Linked DNA regions of Triticum aestivum: region 2 is linked to region 1. A link is a contact called in public HiCAR-type data. All regions are on one chromosome and are shown on one strand. The core of a region is the stretch at or near the end of the contact, and the rest is flanking DNA. Distances in the headings are between cores, read along the strand shown. Region 1 holds the start of LOC123046629 (myosin-1). Region 2 holds the start of LOC123046659.

What was found. HiCAR-type assays count read pairs that join an accessible place to other places.
Region 2: a HiCAR-type map of leaf shows a contact between it and region 1, with 7 times the contacts expected there. The contact joins the promoter of LOC123046659 here to the promoter of LOC123046629 in region 1. A contact is called at or near these places in 2 of 5 Hi-C or Micro-C datasets (leaf and an unstated tissue) and 1 of 1 datasets of contacts at active chromatin or transcription factors (leaf).

The regions. Positions count from the first base shown.
Region 1 is chr1A:293,865,364-293,870,026 of IWGSC CS RefSeq v2.1, reverse strand. LOC123046629 (myosin-1) reads left to right here and starts at 1,979. Exons shown (of 23, transcript XM_044470027.1): 1 at 1,979-2,819. The coding sequence starts at 2,418.
Region 2 is chr1A:294,275,918-294,280,589 of IWGSC CS RefSeq v2.1, reverse strand. It overlaps LOC123046659, which reads right to left and starts at 3,026. Exons shown (of 8, transcript XM_044470067.1): 1 at 2,847-3,026.

The DNA.
Region 1 (4,663 bases), core at 730-3,229:
CCCAAACTCACAGGAAATCTCCAATCCCGCTTCTGTCTAACAAATCGAGGTGAGATTTGGTGAAGCTCTTGTATTTCTCCACGCACGAAAATTCTATCCCTATTTTCAGATTTGATCGGTGCGGGACTCCCACATGGAAGAGCTCGATTTCCCAAATTGCCCTTGCTTTAGGTCGGCCGCAACCGCCATGTCCACAATCCTGAGCTTGCGCCGCTGGGCATGGTCGTGTATCCGAGCTCGTGGCCCTCCATGGTCGCGATCTCGAACCAGTTTCTTTCCTCCCCATTCCTCTTTCTCTCGCTTTTTCATCACTTTTCCCGCTTTTTCGCTCGAGGAAGCCGCCTCCTCTGCAGGAATCACCTGTCACCTTCAGGCTATAGCTTTACTGTCATGGTGGCATCCGAGCCTATTTGGCTGACGGGGCATTACCTTTGGGACGACGCGTTGGCCATGCCCTTAAGGAGAAGCGGCAACTAACTCAAAAAGAAAAAAGAAAAAAGAAGTGACGCAGAAACCGTTTGGACGGCGCCTACATACACGTGTACATGCAGTTTTGAATGGATCGAAACGAACAGAGACAAAATGAGGTGCCGTCATGTGGCGCAGAGAGACCCGTTCTTCCGAGCCGCACTTGACGACCCGCTCGTGTCCGCCCGATCCCCATCTTACGGCTGCTGTTCAAAACGGGACGAGACGTTGGTGCTAGACCTCATCCGGGTCTGGCTGCCGCGTAGTCATCAGGTCGGTATTTGTTTACGAGCCACTGCTACATTATCCGGTCACGTTTTTGCGTGCATTTCCTTTCCAGGCCTGCCAATTACGTCTGTGTCCTCAATGTAACTCTCAATATTAGGGGCCGAAAAGTCATTTCGCACTAACCGTTAGCAGCAGCTTGCGTGGTGGAGAGGTCTCTGGACCACTTGTCAGCGAGTGGTTGTGTGACCTTTTGTCGGTTTACCTCTGCAAAATCCGCTTTTCCTCTGACGTACGAGGCCACCTGTAAAGCGACACGCGCAATGCTGAATCAGTCCCTCAAACATAACGGGTCAAACAATGTGAAGATAACATTGACCAGGAGCTCGTGTAAACATCCGGAAGCAGTATGTTTTAAAATTTTGCCGACTTGTTATTTGAAATCGAGCACAACCAAGCATCCTGCAAGATGGAGAACCAGAGACCCCCTTAATTTCGTCCTTGTTCTAACTGTGTATGCATTCCTCGATTTTTTTTATTTCAACAATTTACAAATCCCTGTGCAAAGAATATTATACACAAAAGGCACATTTCGCACCAGCAATGTATGTATTCTTTCTCATGAAATATTAAAAACCTACTACTCCCTTCGTAAAGTAGTGATCTAAACGATCAAATATTAGTTTATAGAGGAAGTACTTTTTTCGAGAGGATTTAAATACCTGCCACTAGTACTACTACTAGTACTCATTTACGACTCCAGAAAAGAAAAGAAGAACCAGAAACCATATATAGAAACAAACATGCTTAACCACTGGTTTGGACTGAAGCATACGACAGCACTGTCCAAGAGGAAAAGTCAAGAGATGCCTTTCTTTTACCACGAGCACGGAGACACCTGTCCCCTGCATTTTTCCTCTCCCGTAGAATCGTCGTCGTCCCTGGTAATTCTTTCTTTTTGCGCATCGTCCCTGATAATTCTTTGAAACCTGAGGCCATCGTCGGCATTTTGGGTAGGGAACAACGGCCGGAGCCGTTAGCGCGCCGTCACCGCGAGGCAGGCCACCCGTTGCTGACTCCTATGCCAGCCACACTTTTTTCCCCTGGATCTGATGAATCCATCCTGATCCTGCCACCAGCAGCGGCCGAACTAGAATTATTGTGAGTGAGAGGAGGGCTTTGCCATGTGGCGGATTCAAAACCTTCCCCCCTCCACCCACCCGGCCACCCCCATTTAGATTTGAACATTTTTAAACCACCACCACCACGTAATTCGTCCCGGATACTAAAAGCGAGGTGCCTTAATTCCATTAAAATATTCCTCCCCCACTCTCTCTCTCCCTCCCTCTGGTGACTCTGTCCCTGTCGCTGGCTCTCTCACCCTTCCCCCGAGAGAAAGAGAGAGAGAGGGGAGGAGGCGTACGCGAGCTGCTGCGCCTGTGGAGGAGGAGCCACGGCCACGGGGTTGCGCATCTCCACGGCCACGGGGAGCTCGCGCGCGCTGCCATTCCTGAGGCCTCGGCGGTTTCCCAGATCGGCTGGTCCGGTGGTGTTTTTCTGCGGTTTTCTGTAGAATTTGGGAGTCGTTTGCTGGGCGCGGGGGATTGGATTGGCGCTGGGAGGAGGTTGGGCTGTGTGGATTTGAGGTGGTCAGCGCGGAGATCCCGTCGGAGGCGGGAGTTTTGGGGCTCTCCGCGAGGTGATCTCGGGCGCGCCGGCCGGCGATGGCGTCGGTGGAGGTGCGGTCCGTGCGCAAGTCCGCGGCGCTGCGCCCGCGCGGGCCCACCAAGGTGCAGCCCGCGCGGTCCATGTCGCTCGACTACAAGTACTCCGCCGCGCGTGCCGGCGTCGAAGCCGGCCCGGCGGCCAACGGCGTCGGGCGCCGGGCCGCTGCTGCGGCGGCGGACGAGGAAGGGGAGGCGGTGCCGCCCGAGAGAGACGCCGACTCTCCCTACAGCTCCAAGGCGACGACAACGGAGGAGGAGGAGAGTGCTGGGGGTGGCGGGGAGGTCGATTCGGCGTCCTCTGCAGCCGCAACGCTGCGGAGGCCGTCGCCGACGGCGGCTGCTGGCCCCTCACCACGCGACACCAGATGGGGTGACACCAGCTCCTACGGTGCTAAAAAGGTGGCTTTCCCCCTTCGTTTTTGCCCTTTCTGTTTTCCGACACTTCTGGAATGGCAGAATTTATATGGATAATGCTTAAAAGTTTTGTGGTTTCTGAATCTGTGAACTCCTATTATTCAGAGTTTTCTTTTTTGGTAGTTTGATTGAATTCCTGCATTAACCAGCTGTAGAGCCTATTTCCAGCAACCAGTAAACACAATTGTGAAGTGCTAGGCTGAGCTACATAGATACCAAGATGTAACTCCATTTCTACGTGCTTTAGAGCATCTACAACCGGACCCCCACTTCCCCCCCTAAACGTCCGAGCGGCAGCTCGGACACCTCAAACAGCCACCCACCCGGACCCCTCAAACCCAGCCCAAACGTCCAGGCTGTCCGACCCATTCGTGGGGCGGATTTAGGGCTGCCCGGACGTGTCTGCCATGTTGGATTTGGGGCTGCCCGGACGCGTCTGCCATGTTGGACCGGCCCATCCCGACCCCACAAAATCACCCCCTATCCCCACCCTGGAGCAAACCCTAGCCATTCTTCAGTCCACTCCACTTCCAGGTAGCCCCGCACCACCCCCGGTTCCTATCCGCACAGCTCCTGTCATCTCCGGCATGGCTAGCAGCGGTCTGAGTCCGCCCGGTCCGGATCCATCGACTGGTATCTGGCTGCCGGCTCGGGCAAGTTTGAAGTAGCCGTTTGTTTGGCTTGCGGTCCACCGTTTCCTGAGAGGGCGGCAGATCCACCAGCTGGGCGCCTTCTCTGCCACTCCGGATGGCATCCATTGGTGGCATTGCCTCAGGCGTAAGCTCGCATCGCCTGTTCGCACCGTTACCGCATCAGGCGTGCGCTGAGAGGAGGGCTGGCCAGCGTTGGATCCTTGTCCCTGCGGCATCGGACTCCGAGTCGGAGGTCAATGCGCAAGGCCAAGAGGTCGAGGGACGATCGTGCCCGCCGTGAAAGGGAGAAGGTGTGTTGCGTAACGGCGGCCGGCGACGAGGAAGCCCGTGCTCGGATCTGGGCCAAGAGGCGTGCCCGGGCCGCCCGTGACCTTGCTGTGGAGCAAACCCTGGCCGTCCGTACCCTCGCCAGCCTCCCCCCCAAGGAGGAGGATCTGAACATGTCCAGTGTCGTGTCCGACATGTCCAGCTCTGGCGCCGAGCAGATCCTCCTCGACCCCTACTATGTCTTTGACCACTACTTTCGCGAGCACGAGGACAAGGGCAAGGGCAGCCGTAGGTGATGAACTAAACTATGTATATCTATATAGTGTTAATTTAGTTATGATGAAGTAGTAGAAGATGCCATCATTTTGGTAGTCTCTCATGGTATGTACCTATGTTTTAAAAGCGTCCCTAAGGCGACGCCTAGGCGTCGAAGCGCTCCCCCTCCGCTTTGGAAAATCGACCGCTTTGGGCGCCTAGGCGTCCAAAGCGCCCGCCTAGGCGTCGCCTAGGCGCCAAAGCGCCCCCCACTCCCTAAGGCGGTAAGGCGTCGCCTTAAAAACATAGGTATGTACAACTCCCCTATGTAATGTCCGGACTATGTGAACTATGTGCAATGGAAGTATGTGTGTTGAAATCTACGTTGCATGTTTTTGCATGGATTTGAGGGTTTGCATATGAGGGGATGACTGCGCACACGGACAAATGAGGTGCGGGCCGGCGCTGTCCGTGGACGTTTACGGGGTCATATTTGCCCAGTCCGGTTGTAGATGGTCGTAGGTTGTTGTCCATGATACTGCAGTTATACATGTTGCCACTTGACGTTGCAATGCCAGGAAGGCGCCATGCGAAGTTTTGGCGGGAGTTCGAGGAATGTGTTGTTCTCTAGTTATAGACTTCTAGGTTGTTATC
Region 2 (4,672 bases), core at 1,777-4,276, 410 kb before region 1:
AGATGGTGACTAAAGTCGGGTCAGCTCATTGAGTACCCGCAAGTGATTCTGATGAGGGGGCTGAAAGGACAGGTGGCTCCATCCCGGTAGAGGTGGGCCTGGGTTCCCGACGGCCCTCGACTGTTACTTTGTGGCGGAGCGACAGGGCAGGTTGAGACCACCTAGGAGAGAGGTGGGCCTGGCCCTGTTCGGCGTTCGCGGATACTTAACACGCTTAACGAGATCTTGGTATTTGATCTGAGTTGGCTACGAGCTTATACGCACTAACCATCTACGCGGGAGTAGTTATGGGTATCCCGACGTCGTGGTATCAGCCGAAGCACTTCAGACGTCAGCGACGGAGCGGCGCGCGCCGGATTGGACTGGAACGCCTGACTAGGGCTAGGTCTGCTTCCGGCCGCCCTCGCAACGTGCAGGTGTGCTATGGGCGATGGGCCCAGACCCCTGTGCGCTTAGGTTTAGACCGGCGTGCTGGCCTCTCTGTTTTGCCTAGGTGGGGCTGCGACGTGTTGATCTTCCGAGGCCGGGCATGACCCAGGAAAGTGTGTCCGGCCAAATGGGATCAAGCGTGCTGGGTAAGTTGGTGCACCCCTGCAGGGAAGTTAATCTATTCGAATAGCCGTGATCTTCGGTAACAGGACGACTTGGAGTTGTACCTTGACCTTATGACAACTAGAACCGGATACTTAATAAAACACACCCTTCCAAGTTCCACAGACAACCCGGTGATCGCTTTTCTACAGGGCGACGAGGAGAGGATCGCCGGGTAGGATTATGCTATGCGATGCTACTGGAGATGCTACTGGAGATGCTACTGGAGATGCTACTTGGAGATGCTACTTGGAGGACTTCAATCTACTCTCTTCTACATGCTGCAAGACGGAGGCTGCCAGAAGCGTAGTCTTCGATAGGACTAGCTATCCCCCTCTTATTCTGGCATTCTGCAGTTCAGTCCACTGATATGGCCCCTTACACATATACCCATGCATATGTAGTGTAGTTCCTTGCTTGCGAGTACTTTGGATGAGTACTCACGGTTGCTTTCTCCCCCTTTTTCCCCCTTTCCTTTCTTTCTGGTTGTCGCAACCAGATGCTGGAGTCCAGGAGCCAGACGCCACCGTCGACGACGACCCTACTACACTGGAGGTGCCTACTACTACGTGCAGCCCGCTGACGACGACCAGGAGTAGTTTAGGAGGATCCCAGGCAGGAGGCCTGCGCCTCTTTCGATCTGTATCCCAGTTTGTGCTAGCCTTCTTAAGGCAAACTTGTTTAACTTATGTCTGTACTCAGATATTGTTGCTTCCGCTGACTCGTCTATGATCGAGCACTTGTATTCGAGCCCTCGAGGCCCCTGGCTTGTATTATGATGCTTGTATGACTTATTTTATTTGTAGAGTTGTGTTGTGATATCTTCCCGTGAGTCCCTGATCTTGATCGTACACATTTGCGTGCATGATTAGTGTACGATTGAATCGGGGGCGTCACACCTCATCAACACAAAATACAGTGGAAAACTCTGCTAATTTACAGTGTAAGCCCTATGGTTAATTACAGTGAAAAACTCTGCTAATTTACAGTGTAAGCCCTATGGTTAATTACAGTGGAAAACTCTGCTAATTTACAGTGTAAGCCCTATGGTTAGTTACAGTGGAAAACTCTGCTAATTTACAGTGTAAGCCCTATGGTTAGTTGCAGTGTAAGCCATATGGTTAGTTACAGTGGAAAACTCTGCTAATTTACAGTGTAAGCACTATGGTTAGTTGCAGTGTAAGCCATATGGTTAATTACATTCCTCACCCACACAAATTACAGTGTAAAACTCCAGGGAAATACACTGAACTTCAAAAAATACATTACAAAAATTCATCGGGCATACAACTACATCAAAAGAAAACTAGGGGAAGTACAGTCTAAGTCAGAGATACATCAAATAAAAATTAAGAAAAAATACAATAGCAATCACACTAAGAAGAAAGGCAGTGCTACTACACATGCATAGTGAAGAACAAGAGGGGTATTATAGACTAGAACAGGGCCAAAGGATACAATATTTACAAAGGCCAAAGGATACAATACCCACACACTAATTAGGGAGAAAGTTGCACATCAACTATGACAACATAAACACTGGGCAAAATACTGCAAGGGGTACAATATTAACTAAAAAAGAAGAAAGTACAGCAAAGCTACATGAGGCACATAAGCAAGCAGTGAAGTTCTACAGCATAGAGATGCATATAGGTCAACTGCACAGAGATGAAGGTAGACAAAATGCACAGCAGAACTTCATGCGCATACCACTGCAGACCCTTGATCTTACATACACTTCCTATTATGGAGAAAACACTGAAAAACAAGCACGAAATTCAGGAAAATGCACAACAAAAGGAGCAAAATACATAGAGATGTTCAGTAAAACATCTGGGATGAACAACAACATGGTAGAAAACGAGACTAACATGACAAAATTCTGGGGCTACAAACAGGAACTATTCAGGGACAAGCTACGGGATCCGCCGCTAAAAACTAACGCCTACAACGCCTACCTCAACATCAACTGCAGGAAAACTAGCCTCTACGCCTACCTACACATCAACAACAAGAACCAAACAACCGCAGGGGGGAGGGATTTCGTGTGAGACCACAACAACAACACACGGGATCACGGCGAAAACTGCCCGTGGCGCACTGCAGGCTCCTACCAGAAATTCACGCGCACACCCCAAAGGCGACACCGCGACAGCAACATGCGCAGCCCGCGGATACGCGAAATCACCTAGATCTGAAACTACAAAGGCACAAAAACCACAGGCAAAAAGCGCGCGAGAGAGGGGACAACCAACCAGAGCAGCCGCGGACGACGAGAAACAAGAGGAAGAAGTCAGTATCCTGCCGTGGATGAGCTCGAAATCGCCATGAACACAAGGAATCGCCTTCCTCTCCTCCGCCGCTCGACCTCTCCCCTCTGCCTTATCGGAATGGAAATGGGGAACGACACCCTGCTCCTAAATTCAAAAACGACAAAAATGGGCGGAAACAAAAAAACCACGCCCGATAAAAAAAACCCGACCTAAAAACCGACACAAAGCAAACAAGACCGAGCATGAATCTCAAAGCGAGACCGAACGGACAGAGATTTGAATGTCAACGAATTGAAAAACAGTCGACTGTAAAATAGCAAATCCGTATTCATAACTCTGGATATGCAGGACTATAAATATTCTTCTTCGAGGAGGACCATACACATTCATAATAAACCTGGGAATAAGGTCATCCGTGTAGTGTAAAAACCGCTTTTATATTATGAGACGGAGGGAGTAGAACACAACTACACAAACTAATATTTTGTGGTTAATAGGGAAGGTCATCTTTAAGCATTCTTTTCGTGATGCAATTTTTGTCGCTCATGAGCTAGCTAAGTTCAATTTTTATAATAGGTGTGACGATAGTTGGGCCAATGAACCTTCGGGGTTTTTACTTAGCCAACTAGTAAACGATGTAATTGTTCCCCCCAAAAAATCATATTTTGTAAACTTTGGAGACAACCTCATATGGAAGAACAATTTCTTACAGTTCAAAAAAAAACAGGGCAGAGGCCCACAACAAAAATGAAATATACAAATTATGGGCCCAACTTGGAGGCAGCTGGTCTTACTAGGATACCACTATGGGGGCGCTTCCGGCACCCACGCGCCGGCGCTGGTGGGTTGGCCCATGTACACGTCGACATTTGAGAGAAAACAGAAAAAAATCACAAAGAACAAAAAAATTCTAGGTTTCAAAAAAATTCATGGATTTTCAGAAAAATCATGAACATGAAAAAAAGTTCATCAATTTGAAAAAATTAAGCATTTTTTTAAAGTTAACCGATTTTGAAAAAAACATCAAATTTGGAAAAAAAATCTTCGATTTTGAAAACAGTTCATTGATTTTGAAAAAAAGTTTATCAAATTTGAAAAAAGTTCAATGAATTTAAAGAAAAGTTAATGGATTTTGAAAAAAGTTCATGATTTTAAAAAATGTGCAATTTTTTTAAAAAAAATCATCGACTTGAAGAAAAATTTCACGTATTTGCAAGCAATTCATCGAACTATGAAGAAGAAAAGAAAATAATAATAAAAGAAGGAAAAAGTTGAATCTTACCGGATCCTTCTGGGTGGCACGGGGGTTACACCAGCATACTATATGCGGGAGGTTGCTTGTTCGAATCTCAATCGACGCGCTTGGTTTTGGGGATTAAAACACAGATAGATGGGCCGGCCAGTGCAGGGCGCTTCAGACGCTGGTTGTAAAATACACAGTAATTGACGCCTAAATCGTCAAAATAGGAATCGCCGACTATGGGCCTCCATGAGATTTTTATCAGATCTACTAGTCGGCCCATGTAGATCTATCAGTTGTGAGTTGTGACCAAAGCACACTAACTTCAAAACGGCTAAAAAAAGAAAAACTACACTAAATACAAAGAAAACCTGCACTTCACAGCACAGCAAAAAAAAAATTCCCTGATCATTATTTGGTTCCCTGCAGCCTGCTAAGTGCTAACACTGTTGATGCTAAAAAAAATGTCTTGGTGCTAAATCAAAGGAGCCCGCATTGTCTATTGTACGGATCAATTCTGCATGCGAATCTATTCTGGTGTTTCAAGTCTCAACACGTGAGTTTCCAG